Linked DNA regions of Zea mays: region 2 is linked to region 1. Evidence: chromatin contacts called from public Hi-C data. All regions are on one chromosome and are shown on one strand. The core of a region is the stretch at or near the end of the contact, and the rest is flanking DNA. Distances in the headings are between cores, read along the strand shown.

Region 1 (7,471 bases), core at 1,386-3,885:
TGGGCTATTGATTTCGGGCCGTGCTCGTGCTGCCGCGCCGCTTGGAGCGACAGAGCACCGGGGATGGCTAGCTAGGGAGGGTAGCGGCGCCGGCTACCTTGGGCTGCGTCGGTCGGCGGCGCGGATGACCTCGGGCGAACTTTCTCCATGCAAATCCACCGGGAAAGCAACCCGCAGGAAGGAGAAAAGCACGGCAGGTCAGAGCCGCTGTTGCTTGTTGCCCTTTCCCCACGCTGCGCTGCAGCGGCGATTCGCCGTTTGGCGCATCCGCTCGGCAACGTCAACTGATCAGAACCAGTGAGAAAGTGAGATCTTCCTAGGTTGTGTCAGATGAGCGATGACCAGATCGGTTTTGCTTTTGTGGCAACAGTGGATCGTGGCAGGTCGGCTGGCCGTGAGTCTGGTCCGAGTCGAGTGAACGGCAGCCGGCCGTAATCGCCAGAGGCGAGGTGGCTCCACGGTCAATGCTGGTCGAATGAACGCTGGACCGCGACACGAAACGCCCAGGGTGTGGCCGGCTGCGTTGTGCGTGCGGTGTTTGGGGGCACGCAACGGTCAGGACTGTTCTTTTGTGGCAGCTGGGGTACTCTGATCGGGTTGGGGCTGTCACGGGTGTAGGCAGGGCAGGCAGACTGTAATCTGTATGAACGGCATCGGTGTGCTTATTACTGTTGTTCGGTTCCTCAGAAGACAGTCAAACAAGACAACCAAGTAGGAGGGGGGAGGGGACGGGAAAGCCGCGAGGAATCCTACGGTATTGCTAAGCCTGCTCCTGCACCTGCACCTCGTTCGTCCTCCAGCCCAAGCCCAGTTCAGGAGAGAACGGCCATCAGATCCGACGCCCTCAGCACGATGTAGTTCGTGCCGTCGGCGCCCTTGAACTCGCTGCCGGCGTACTTGGAGTACAGGACAGTGCTCCCCGCGGAGACGGACAGCGCGAGCCTCTCGCCATCCTCGTCCAGGGGGCCTGGGCCAACCGCTACGACCTGCGTCTCCGACCAAGAAAATACATGTCGCTGTCACATTTTCCGCTTCTTCTGGATTGCACTAGATGTCAAGTCATACTTTTAAGTTCCCACACCGCCACACGGCGTACAGTCCAAAACAGTACAGTCGGTACCATATGCGTGTGTTTGACTCGTGCAGAAAAGAGCTAAAAAATTGAGTAACTGACCGTTCCGATAGATGGCTTCTCCTTGGCAGTTTCCGTAAGCAGTAGGCCTCCTGGAGTTTTGTCTTCAGCTTCAGCAACCTACCAGAAGAGACACGTCATGCAAACACAAGGGTGAGCCAACCTGACCAGCGATGCATACTTTTACTGGAACAAGCACAAATACGACGAGACTGTGTAAACCAGATGTCAAGACCGAATAAATATGAGATCACCACCTTGATTAGAACACGGTCGTTCAGAGGCTTCATGTCTTTCACGTCATCAGTTTCTAAGATACCTATAACGTCATCCTCTTTGAGAACCAGATGGCTGTGATCGTTCAACGCGACCTCGGTTCCAGCGTACTTAGAATACACAACCTGAGCTCCAACCTGAAGTGGTAGCAAATGCACATGTTAGCATGTACTCTCTTTTTCGTGCCGACAATGGGGCAAAGCTTGCTTGTATTAAGGACTATGACACCAGAGCAAGATACACAGATAATTCAGATGGAAACAGACCTGAATGCTGACATCAACTTTCTTATCCCCAATTATCCTTCCTTCTCCAACAGCAACTACCTCGCCACCTTGAGGTCTGGACTGAGCAGTCGTAGGGAGCAAGATTCCACCAGTTGTCTTCTCCTCGGAAGAGTTAATCTTTACAAGCACTCTATCAGCCAAGGGCTTAAGTGTTGTATACTGCAATGAATAACAAGGCATAGTGTTTATTCCTGCAAAGCATTAAAAATAGACTCTACAAAGCAAATGAAATTATCTGTGCCCAACAGCAGAGCCAAGAAAATATTAAGTCTCTATTCAAAATTATAAAATGTTTTGGCTTTTCTAGATACATAGCTTTTGCTATGCATTTCGATACACTATGTAAATTCACCACATGTAAGCATGGAGTAAGGTGCAATTCACCACATGTAAGCATTAATGAAACCACAACCATACATTAGTGTAACTTAATCCACAACACAGATACCAGAGTTTCGAATTCTAAGAAGCTAACCATAACCTAACAAACCAGCATTTCAAAACCCCAACCGTTTTGCCTCTATTCCGTCAAAACCAAAGCCAAAGGAACCTAGTCAGTACCTCAGCGTTCACCAAAGACTCTCATCGATAACTTTTCGCTCTGCTGCCTCGGTAAGCATATGCAACAGCACGCAATTCGGTAATAGCCAATAACCCAACCCACTAACACCATTCCCCCATGAAAACAGCACCATCAAGCTACATTGCCTGGCCACGCACCTTGGGGGCGACGACGGTAGCGGCCCTGACGACGAGGCCGCGGAACGCCCGCCGCGCCGGGCAGACCTCGCCGAAGGTCAACGTAGAGCGAAGCCGGAGCGCACCGGTGGAGGCCTTCCCCTTCACAGAGAAGGCCGCGGCACCGACCCCCGCGCCGGAGACCTGCACCGACGCCATTCCTCGAGCAGATAAACCCTAGCGGATAGCACAGAGGACAGCAAGAGCGGCGGAAGACGCAGAGGAGCTGGAGAAGTACTTTATCCCCAGGGAGACGCCACGATTCTAGCAGGCCCGTGGTGTAGCCCTCTTTTTACCCTGGAGGGGCTTCGACGCGGCCCACTAAACTCTGGGCTGAGAAGGCAGTCGTCTCACTGAGACTGGCCTGTGCCCGTTTAGTACTTTATTAGTTTCCTAATCGCGGTTTAGTATTCTTGTGTGGTTCTATATTGGAGAGTGAGTTTCTAGTTATAGTCTAATTTCACTATATAATCCACAAAATTAAAGTTTCTAAAAATACCCAACCAAATTACCCCACACTCATAACATCCATTAAATCCACTAAACAAATTACACACGGACTTAACTCACCATGGTTCAGATTGCTAGATAACCCTCTCTCACTTACTCAATCAAATCCAATAGATAATATCATTTAGATCATCTCTCATCCCTCCCCCTCCCCTGCGACTCTGTTGGAGCCTCCCCCTAGCCCGCGACTCGCTACACCCTCCCCTCACTCGTGTAGCCCGTCAAGCCCTCCCATCACGCCGCCGCCACCATTGATCCATCCCCTCGGTGAATTGTAGGGTTATCATGGATTATATGCTAGTATCACTATGTTGGGTGCTCCAAAGCTATCAAAAGAGGGACATACTAATCGAAACGGATGAGACATATATTTCATAAACCTATCAATATTTAATGTTGTTTTAAATTAAATTATTTTTGTACTAATAATATTTATTTAAACACTTATACTAATTACTAGTAAAATATTTAATCTAATTAACTTAAAACTAATCACTCAATGTTCCATTATAATTAGATTTACCAAACTCATATACTGAAAATCCATACTTATTACTAAATTAATCATGAAATGAAATCAATATTTATTAGTTTAATAATATAAATGTTATGAATATGGCCAACGAAAATTATACTCACAACATTCACAGGCGTACTCGGAGCGGAGTCGGAAGGGCCGATCGAGGCGAGAGTTAGCTTGCGTAGGTGTTTTATTAATTTCTTACCAGCCCGCCGATCGATCCACGCCGCCGGTGGTAATACGCGGTGCCCCATGCATGATCGATCGAGCCCTCCCAATCGCGAGGTGCACGGCCGGGGCCGGCGAACAGACGATGATGGGGGCGAGAAGCCATGTTGGAGAAGGAGCGCACGTGCTGCGACGACCACGTACGCGTGCAGCCACAGGCCAAGCTGCCCTAAGGCTTCGACTTGTCGGCGAGCACGTGCCCTGCTTCTCCAGCACGGTTTGCTCGCCCCTCCGCGTGCACGGTTTGATCCGCCATGGTACGCCCGATCGATGAGGTAGACGATGGCCACGAGGTGCGTGGCACTCGCAGAGGCGTGTGTATATATAGATAGCAAAGCTTGCTTATTGGGCAGCGTTTGTGTGTGTGACTGTGTGTGGTAGGAAGGCATGCATGGGCAATATGGCATGGCTGATCGATGGCTCGAAAGAGGGAAGCCGGCCGGCTGCCCGGCCCTGCCGCCTCGGATGCTAGGTCAGATGAGACGACAGACGAAACGGAGTGTACGTGGCAGCAGACCTCGATGATGGGCCGGGATCTCCATCCATCTCTCCCCTCTTCCAACACCTCGATCGGCCAGGTTGCTGTTGCAGTTAGTCGCTGTCCAACTCCCAAGTGCATTTTTAACGTGATGACGCACCAAACCCAATGCCGCGCGCGCCGGTTTTACTTCACCGCCGTTTGTTTAATCGTACTCGGAGTCGGAGATGACGACGGCGGCGCAAATAAATTAATGGTAGTTTAACCGTCGGCCCGGCCCTGCGACGGGGACCGTCGGTCTTGGCCGCCTCCTCCTCCCCGTCCGGCCGTCCGAATTTTTTGTATTTTGACCATTTTTCGGAAAAAAGAACACGTTTGGACCCTAAAAAATTTTAATAGCATTTTTGGACCATTTGCTCGGCGCCATAGCCTATGGCGCCGAGGTAACACAGCTCGGCGCCATAGGTTATGGCGCCGAGGTACGTGATGCGTCGGCACAACCCGGACGCCGTGGCGTCGACGTGGCACCGAGCTCGGCGCCACAGATCTTGGCGCCGAGTTCGGTTGTGTTATTAACATATTTGTTGCAGACATGAGCACAAAGCCCATCTAGCCCACTTGGTAGAGCACAAGGCTTCTAACCATGTGGTTGTGAGTTCAAGCCCCAAAGTTTGCATTTTTATTTGTTTTTTTTTGTTTAAGGTAAATCAGCGCCAAAAAAACAAAATGTCCAAAAACCAAACCAAACAGTTGCTCGTTCCTGGCTGTATTGGAATGGGTAAAAAGGTAAAATGCCTATAGTATAGTGAATTGAAAGACATGAAGATTCGATTCCTTCCATTATTTGCAACCAGCGCGATCGGATCAACGCACAATGGTTGTTAATTGTTATAAAATCTAGAAGTAGAAAGAAAGAATAGAAAAGAAAAGCAAAACGGAAGAGTCGCCGTTCCAGCCTGTAGAATTCCTCGGGGGTTTCACTTGAGTACTCGGCAATAATTAGCCGCTTTACCGAGGGTGGAAGCCGCTTCGGCACGAAGCAGCCGTCCAGGTGGCAGCCCCAGCGACGCGTCGCGGCCAATGGTGGCACGCCGCGTCAGCCCGCGTTTGACAAATAATAGTTTGTTCGCATTATTTTACTGCTAGTATATATATATATATATATTTGGAAATTTACCGTATCGTGCTTGTATGATAATTGGAAATTTACCCTAAACAAAAAAAAAACAAAAAAAAATGCAAACTATAGGGCTTGAACTCACGACCACATGGTTAGAAGCCTTGTGCTCTACCAAGTGGGCTAGATGGGCTTTGTGCTCATGTCTGCAACAAATATGTTAATAACACAACCAAACTCGGCGCCAAGATCTGTGGCGCCGAGCTCGGTGCCACGTCGACGCCACGGCGTCCGGGTTGTGCCGACGCATCACGTACCTCGGCGCCATAACCTATGGCGCCGAGCTGTGTTACCTCGGCGCCATAGGCTATGGCGCCGAGCAAAGGGTCCAAAAATGCTATTAAAATTTTTTAGGGTCCAAACGTGTTCTTTTTTCCGAAAAATGGTCAAAATACAAAAAATTCGGTCCGGCCGTCTCGTCCCGGCGCGAGGTGCCATCTGTTCAAATCACCGCGCGCGCGCGGCTTTCTTAATTGTTAATGGGCATGCATCAGATTCAGTATGCATGGCAACCACATGTGTTATTTATAACCTAGCTAGCTCTCTTATCTTTGTCATCACATCCTGTGCCTCCTGGTCCTGCCTGCCGCCGGGCGCCGGCCAGAGGTTGTTCATCCATCCGATGCACTCACACGTACGCGTGCATGCGCGCCGGTCACCGCACTTGCCAACTCGTGACGACAAGTGCACCGAACAGCAGCTGGAAATTGGAATGCCGGCGAAAGATGACGACGTCGACGACGAGATACAGACACAAACCTACAGTAGCTAGCTAGCTCTGGGAAGAGAGCGGAAAGAGCGGTTGTTAGTCGCCGCTAATTATTAACAAGCTATTAGGGCTGTGTGTGTCGCTGTCTGCGCTAGCTACTACCGCATGTTCTAATAAGTAAGATATAGATATGATTTGATTATATACACTGCGCCCGCATAAATTAATTCAGAGATGTCAGACAACCGTTGGAGATACCCTGTTATATTCGACGGCCACCAAAGCCTCTCGAAAATAAACATATCTCCGACGGTCTCGTACGAGACCATCGGACATAAGAAGGCCCGTAGCAGCTGGTTTCGTGGTGTCGCATGCGTCCATGTGGGAGCGAGCTAACAATTGGAAAATAGCCACCTACTCTTTATATATAGAATGAATAGATAACTCACTTTAAACCCGTTTTTTATGATTTTGGCCGCGCTGGAATAGTTTTGACGTACATAATATTTCCAAAATTCTTTTCCACTCTGTTTTCATTGGTTGGTGTAATGCTGGTCTTATTTTGTCTCTATTGTTTGTATAATTGCTTCGAATAGAGCCTAAGGGAGTGTATATGCTACGAAGACCCTACTTGGAAAGATTCTGAGCAGTGCGTGGAAGGCAAGTGTTCCATAACCTATTACCTATTCACCGTAATATCACATTGTTATTTGGCCAAAACTATTGCATCTAGTTAGGTTTACTAGCCTCTGTTATACCATGTCCTTAATAATCAAGAGATGGGATATTTTTATCAATATAATGCTAGTGTTCATCACTATAAAAGTATAATGGTGATTAATGGCTTATGGAACTACGACTTAAAAGGTGTTTTTTATAAAAAAAACATGGAAATGAGGGCTTGAGCACGTCCAGGTTTGGTTTTGCTCAAGTTACTCACCCTAAGGACCGATTCGTTGAGTAACCATCCAAAATAACAGTGCAACCGCAAGGGATCGCATGAGACATCCCTGATTATTAATTAAATGAACTAGAGATTGGCAGCTTGTTCGCTGCGGCTTGCTGCGGCTGCAATCCGGCTGCGGCTGCGGCTTCTACAGTATTTTTCTCTCTATGGATTGCAGCTGCAGCAGTCCAAACAGCTGCAACAGTGTCGGCTTGTAGCCAGCCGAACACGCCCTGGTTTACTTACATAAAAGATGGTGTCCAAAAACAGGCAGCCACACCGTAGGGAATTGAGGTCTCTTAGTGTATCCTCACACTTCCTTGGAAGAGGTGAATGGGTTTATGGCCCCTTACATATGGGAAACATGACTTATGGGTAACGATATGTGATCTCTGCATAGAATGTTAAAACCGATATACTAATCATGCTCACGGTTACAAGTAGCTTGGACCATCACATATTAGAGTTCT
Region 2 (7,471 bases), core at 3,209-5,708, 350 kb before region 1:
TCCCAAACAACTGTTGTTACTCTTACAAATATGATACTGAATTAACAAACATTATCTGGACTAAGATGGTACTTGATAGCTGTCTACAACTTTGAAAAATCTAAATGTTCATTATTGACATACTTGGACTGGGATGAGTAGTGAGTGATTAGTGAGTATTACTCATTCTACTGTATAGACCATTATCACAGAATAGGAATCACCTGTTTTAATTTCAATCTATTGTATTGTATCAGAAATTAATTCCACCAAGGAACAAGGAGATTGAGAGATAGAATATTAGAACTCTCATGAATGACAAGCATCTGACAATTTACCAAGCAAATTTTATCGATGTTCTATAGCTAGGAGAGAAAAGCTATCAGTTATTTAGAAACCAACCAATGACTTCAGGAAACAAAGGGGCCAAATATACCTTGTAAATGTCAAACCAAAATGTTCGCTTGACTGGATATATTAATCTTAGTCCAGATAAAATAGTTGCAAAACCACGGCTCGCAAGTCTGGCAATTGTGAAGCAAGATCAATGGTTGGACCACTTCCAACAGACTGGCAGTATAAGATTATATCCTCATCTGCAACACCACATTTTCCTTGAGGCAGTTATATGCTGCTTCAATGTCTGGATATGTATTACACTCAGTGGGTTGTTCAATGGAAGAATAAAATGTGTACTAATATATGGTTAGGGATAGCATAAACAATCTAAATTCAATGAAGGGCATAACTTGCTCCGCAAATACCAAAGCAAATATGATACTGAAATGACAAACATTAGTTTCTTAAGATGGCACTTGATAGTTGTCTACAACTTTGAGAAATCTGAATGTTCATTATTGACAAACTTGGATTGGGGTGAGTAGTGATTAGTGAGTATTACTCATTCTACTGTATAGACCCTTATTACAGGGTAGGAATAACCCGTTTTCATGTTTAATCTATTGTATTGTATCAGAAACTAATTCCACTAAAGAACAAGGGGATTGGGAGATAGGATATTATAACTCACATGAATGACAAGCACCGAACAATTTACCAAGCCAACTTTATTGATGTTCTACAGCAAGGAGAGAAAAGATCTCCCACAACATACATGAAGGGAATGGAGACAAATGTGCCCATAGTTTTACAAGAATCAACTAAACATGGTCCCCTAGGTATTCCACAGAATAGAACATGTCCGTTGCACTCAAGAATATATTGAATTCTAAGGTAAATGAAGGAATTCAGAAATGATGATGGTGTTCTCGGTGGTGATGCAGTATTAGAAGAATATATGAGAAAAAAACTTACCAAAACTATTTGTAGGACAACCTGGGATGAAAGGGAACATCTCTCAGCATCTGCCCTTGCCATAAACAAGAAATGCAGCAGCATCAGAAAAAAAATGTATTTGTGCTCTTTGAAGTATCTTAAGCAACGGTTGTTATACAATAACAGATAATGAAGTGACTCTGTAGACTCTAGGTCGTGAAGAGAATAAGATCGAATTTGGATGATTGCATACAATCCGACAACCATTTGCCTGCCTGAGAGACATCTGCCATCCGATCAGAAATAGTGATGTTTTTTTGCTAGGATATGGTCAAAAAACAGCATGAATTTCAGGGTTAGCCACATCATTGTTGCCATATAGGGATGAGGTACATATGAAGTTCTTTTGTGTGGGCATGTGTTTAATAAAATATCATCTTTCTGGTGGTGTTTTCTTTTGGAGCTCATTAAGAAATGTCTTCTGCTCTTTGTGAGCCCAGGAAAAAAAACTTCTGAATATAGAGTAAAATTCAATGGAAATGCCTGACCAGTGTGAGAAATGTCAGCTCCTACTTTCTCTCTGGTAGTCTCAAGGCATTTGTGTTAGAGGCTTCAGTTAGCAGTGGCTTCAGTTAGTAGGTAGTAGTGGCTAAGCAGTAGCAGTTTGAGTTAGTAGTGGAGCTATCATATAATCAAGCAAAGATGGACAGGACAACTATTTTAGTGTTCTTGGATCCGTTCACATAATTCAGAGAATGGAAAGAACCTGCAAAAAAGAGGGAATGATCTAAGCAACCTTTGTCAAATTCAAATAATGGAAAGGAAAGGAGGGGTTATCTGTAATTGCATAATTCAATAACTGAGTGTGATGCATTCTAATTCAAAAAAGGAGAGATTATGCACCAGATTGAAATGAGCTTGCTCAAATGAAGACCTGGCACTGTGAACTCCTGATTGAGCTAAAAGATAAAAAGGGTTATGAAGTCGTCACCTTCAGATTCAAAGATCTGGGCAGTTTTCTTCCCTTCTAATTCAAGGATTTGGGCTTGTTTCTTCCCTTCTGATTCAAGGACTTGAGCGCATTTTCTCCTTTCTACTTCAGCCTGCATCTCCATAGCCTGCCTAATCCCAGTTGGAGGAGTTATGTCCCCTGCATCGCCAAAATAAAAAATTAAAAACATTATAAGCAAACCATGTATTATAACTCAAATTATTAAACATGAAAAAACAACACATTGATCTCATAGTGGTTACACTTCATGCACCAATCTGTGGCTGCCATTGATGGCACTCCTTTTTTTTATCTCTGCAGATGTGTGTTCGCAACCTAAACGAAAACATCTTCTGTAGTGACACAAACATGCAAAGCATAGAGTTTGAGAAATTGAACCACCAAGCAATTTAGTGCGTCCTATTGACAACGCATGGTGCTTTTATAATGTATCCATTCCCCTATTCTTTATGCTATTTGAGAGTTGCTATTTGTTAATACATACAAAACCAATTACGATACTACCTACATGTGTGCGCCAAGTTTCCTAAATCATGCAAAACCAAGACAAATCAGCTACAACTACTATTGGTGCAACCTTTCAACTGTGTTGTTACAGCTTTCTTGAAGCCATCTAATGTGGTAACCTTGATATACATAGACTCTGACAGTATGGCCAAATAAACATAAACTAAAGAGCTCAGATGCTAGGAAACTACAGAACACCGTCTAAACGACGCCATTATGTGCAAGCACGCTGTGTGTTAAATAGATGGAGTAATTTTCTTTAGCTTCTACTAAACTCTGTCATGCTCTTGGATCACTTTTAATTTTAGAGAAGAGAGTACAAACCTGCCATATTTGGATGTCAGATAAGTCTTTGAGCCTCTTTCTTCTGCATTTGGATGTCAGATAAGTTGAAACCCCAGTCAGATACTTGCAGTACAGCTTCCTCTACAAATGGCCTTGCATCTCCTTAGCGCACAGACTCTGCAACATCTTAATGGTATACGAAGAATTAATCAGAAGATAGAAAAGAAATGAAAAATATGATACACAAGAAGTAATTGAGAACCAAGCAGTAAGCATATGCAGCTAGCAACCATCTCATAACTAACTCACAGCAAGCTACTAAAGCAAAAATAGTGTCCTTATACTGTGATCGTCTAGAAACCATCTTATAACTAAAGCACGATGACCAGCAGTTCTAAATAGCATTTGATTAACCATTTCTTTTCTGGATGGCCATTTTATTCACGAGTCATATTGCCCAAACATCACCTGTACAGACCGACATTAAGAACACAGATTGCATTCGTATTTTCTTTTACTACTTGCAATCACTTGTAGCCTAAAGTGACTGTACAGCATCATTTCAGGATTTGAAAAACTATCTTGCCTGGTACCCCTTCCTAAGATGCTCATTGACAACCAGATGAGCACACAGCGGCAGCGGCACAGGATCAGATTTTTGCAACAATCGCCAGCAGTACGGTCGGTGGTTATTGTTGAAATATAATATAAGTGAATTGTGCATCTCTTCTTATCCTATCAGCTTAAACCACGACACTCCCGAGCCGAATTGCGATAACATCACTGGAATGCAGGGAGCAAAATGATTTTGCGCTCCACCCCAAGGAACACCATGGTGCTGGAGAGCAGTGACAAACAGCTAGGTAGTGCCGTAGTGTTCTTGTGGGTTCCGAATCGCAAGGGGCGAACAGTACGCTCGCGTGAGTGACGCACCACGTAGCAAGCTGCGTACCTCGGTCGCCGGCGTCCTCTGTGAGGGCGAGCGCGATGACGGCCCTGAGGTCGTAGGTGGGGTGCGCCGGCGGCGCCACTGGAGACGCGGGTGCCCGCGCCACGGTCGACATGGGAGCGGCCCGGGGGCGAGCGGGCAGGCGCAGGAGGCGGGGTGGGAGCCGCTGGTGGTTAGAGCAAGGCGACGGGTAGGAGACGTGGAGGCTGTGGCGGCGGGCGAGGAGGAAGCGCACGGGGCAGGGGGCGGGGGCCGTTGGGATCGCGGGCATCGCTCGCAGCCGGCGCGTGGTGTACTGGTGTTGGGAGCTGGGACGCGAGCAAGAGGTGGGGGAGGAAGAAAGGCCGAAAGGGGTGCGGCGATAAGGATGGATGCCGAAAGGCGGACGCGATAAGGATGGAGGCGGGGGCACCGTGGTAGTCTACACTGCGGTCTTAATAGATAGTAGAGATTTACCCATGTCCCGCCTCCCCCTCTCCTCCGCCCTCCCAGTCCATCTCTCCAGTGATCCAGTCCTAACACTCCCCTCCGCGCCGACGCCTCTGGTGTCTGGTCAGGCGGTCACCACTTCACCAACAGGCGCCACCACACCACCGACCCATTTGCCGCGTTGGTGTTGCCGGATCTTCAAGCAGGCAGCACACCCCACCCGGACCCGAGAACCCGCGCGCGCGCGTATTAATAACGGCAACCTCGCTCGCGGCTCGCCGAGGGAATCGCACGCACCCAGCGATCAGCGCAGATTCCTTCCACGCCCCCCCTCCTTTCCAGGTCCCCTCGCCCGCGCTCTCAGATCTCGCGCGCCTCCCACAAGGTACGGACATTTTTTTTTGGCTTATGGCGTCCTACCTTCTCCGTCCATGGATCGTTGGTTGGTTGGTTGATCCCTCGAGTCTTGTGGGGTGCGATCCGCGATGCTGGCGCGGGGGCAAGGGGGGTCTCGGTTTGAATTAGTTGATTTCGCAGTTCAGGGTGCGCATCTGGTGAGTAGGGATCCAGAGAACGGGCGTTTTGAGCCGGATCTAGGGGTAGTGGCCACTGGGCTAGCTTAGCCTTCCGCTAATGACAGTATAGTGACGCCCCGTGCTTTTCTGGTTCTAGAAGGGTGCGCCAGGTGCTCTTGCTGTGTGATCTTTGTCGCCTTGTGACGCTGGGGACCGGGTTATTGGCGGGAGTTTGTCAGAATAATACATAAAGAACTGGTGCCACGAGATCGGGGGACTTCAGATCAGGTTATGGCTTATGATTGTTGATCTTCTGATTGTTAATGACTTGAATCACCGCATCTGTTGGTATAGGTAGAACATTGTCGGATCCTACCTAGGATGCCTTCTTCATTGAGACGCCTGCTGAATAAGCACTGAGATAAAGCCAGCACCCTCAATAGAATGCATGGGATGGGTTATGCTTCAATTGTTTGGTGGCTAAACAATCTTTTAGCCGATTAGCATCTAATGCTGCAAACATGAGACAACCAGTAGAAGCCAATCTGTCCTTAACAACCTAGTTGATATAATTTGTCCGGTGTCCCAACTATGTAACATTGTATTTCTTGGTAGACAAAAGTGGTTGCTTACTTGCTTTGACTTTTATGAAATGGTTCCTTTTTCGCATTTGATATGTGCAAGTTTGGAGTTTTAGTTGTACAAAGATGCAATACCAATTGTAATCAAACTGCAGGGAAACCTTGAGCCATGGGCACAGTTGTGGATGCCGCTCCAGCAGTTGTGGCTGAGGTACTTTGCATTACTCATTTACTTGAAGTTTCTGATCCTCTGCATATTCAATAATTGGCTCTGCTGCAAGCCTGCAAATCACTAGGTTCGTTGAGAATGTTCAGCATTTTACCTTTTCATTAACAAAATATAATTGAGATTGCTGAACCCTTCAGTTTATAGGTCAGACGTTTCGAAGTTTCTAAATTTCTATTACATTTACATCAACAGTTGGTGCCTTTGAACCTTGCATTTCGTAACTTAATTTCAGCTGATTTTTGTTAGTATTTATGCCTTGCCTTATTTTCCTGTCTGATTCATGCTTTTTGAGATCAAATCAATCTCCATATCCTTAAGGAATTTGCACTTCCTGCATGTTTTCATTAAAGAGAGGTCGTCCTCATCTCATAAGACTTGTGCTATTCACAAACTATGGTTCGTCTTAGAAATGTGCTCTATGTGCAGGTCACTGAGAACATGTTGGGTGGCAAGAAAGTTACAGTTGTATTTGTCCTAGGTATCTGTTCTATCTTTAGTAATGTTCAGTTATTTGTGTCCTACCTCATAAAAGAGAACGAACTTATAACAGCTTCGAACTTAAATGAGCTCATATGCTATATGGGGCTACTATGTGCACCTTGAATAGATGATTTTGTTTTCTATCTGATAAAAAAACACGCGTAGGTGGTCCTGGAAGTGGAAAAGGCACACAGTGTGCCAACATCGTGGAGCACTTTGGATTCACCCATCTTAGTGCTGGAGATCTTCTGCGTGCAGAGATTAAATCTGGCTCTGAGAACGGGTATGTTTTCCCCTCTGAGAAAGCTTAACTTATCATCTTTTCCCTTCTGGATAGACTTCTTTCTTAGAGAAAACACGGGATCAGTCTTGTTGAGCTGCAGATTTGACGTTTTGCGTTCTCTGTCTATGGTGCTCCTTGATGTTTCACAGAACCATGATTGAGAACATGATAAAGGAGGGAAAGATTGTTCCATCGGAGGTGACTATAAAGCTTTTGCAGGAGGCAATGATAAAAAGTGAAAATGACAAATTCCTGATCGATGGATTTCCAAGGAATGAGGAGAATCGTGCAGCCTTTGAGAATGTTGTAAGGCCCTCTTTATTTATACACAAAATTTGTCTGGTTCTCATGCCAGTTTAAGAGATTATCGTTCTGCTCTTTTAGTTACTTATAAATTAATTTGCAGACCGTTAATTTCTTTCTTGTTGCTTCAGACCAAAATTTCTCCTGCATTTGTGCTATTCTTTGACTGTTCTGAAGAAGATATGGAGAAACGACTCCTGGGGCGCAATCAGGTTTCCTTCATCTTTTTGTGTTTTTTAGTCACAAAATTCTTGTTTCCAATATTTCTTACTGTCTATGCAGGGAAGGGTTGATGATAACATTGAAACTATCAAAAAAAGGTTCAAAACCTTTGTTGACTCAACTCTGCCTGTCATTGAGCATTACAACTCAAAGGACAAGGTTAAAAAGGTATTGATGAACTTTTAACTTGCCAGGGGTACTCCTATTGCACTCTGATGACACAAATACGTGATGTATTATACAGTAGAGATAAAGCCAGAAATAAGATGCGCATTAGATTAAATACGTGAGGTTAGAAGGATATTTTAGATCTATCCTGTGTGTATTCCTTCGCTAATGATCATTATAGTCCACGTTTCAATTAATTGCTGGCCTTTTCTTTTTGCAATGTTTTCACTTTAGCCTCTGTAGTAACTTTTCAT

What was found. Hi-C and Micro-C count contacts between places; a contact is called where the count stands out from the background.
Region 2: a contact with region 1 is called in a Hi-C map of ear, with 1.7 times the contacts expected there. The contact joins the promoter of LOC100193828 here to the promoter of LOC100383971 in region 1. A contact is called at or near these places in 4 of 25 Hi-C or Micro-C datasets (ear, endosperm, leaf and 1 more).

Annotation. Positions count from the first base shown.
Region 1 is chr4:181,552,014-181,559,484 of Zm-B73-REFERENCE-NAM-5.0, reverse strand. It overlaps LOC100383971 (chaperonin10), which reads right to left and starts at 2,635. Exons shown (of 5, transcript NM_001176584.1): 1 at 2,416-2,635; 2 at 1,675-1,854; 3 at 1,390-1,545; 4 at 1,175-1,252; 5 at 642-986. The coding sequence starts at 2,592. The coding sequence ends at 813. It overlaps MIR164f (microRNA MIR164f), which reads right to left and starts at 3,904; the gene lies at 3,797-3,904.
Region 2 is chr4:181,908,429-181,915,899 of Zm-B73-REFERENCE-NAM-5.0, reverse strand. It overlaps LOC100193828, which reads left to right and starts at 4,458. Exons shown (of 10, transcript NM_001138910.2): 1 at 4,458-4,821; 2 at 5,688-5,743; 3 at 6,188-6,239; 4 at 6,407-6,524; 5 at 6,674-6,830; 6 at 6,959-7,039; 7 at 7,110-7,217. The coding sequence starts at 5,702. LOC103654208 (a long non-coding RNA gene) reads right to left here and starts at 3,240. Exons shown (of 5, transcript XR_002268833.3): 1 at 3,098-3,240; 2 at 1,294-2,404; 3 at 416-575.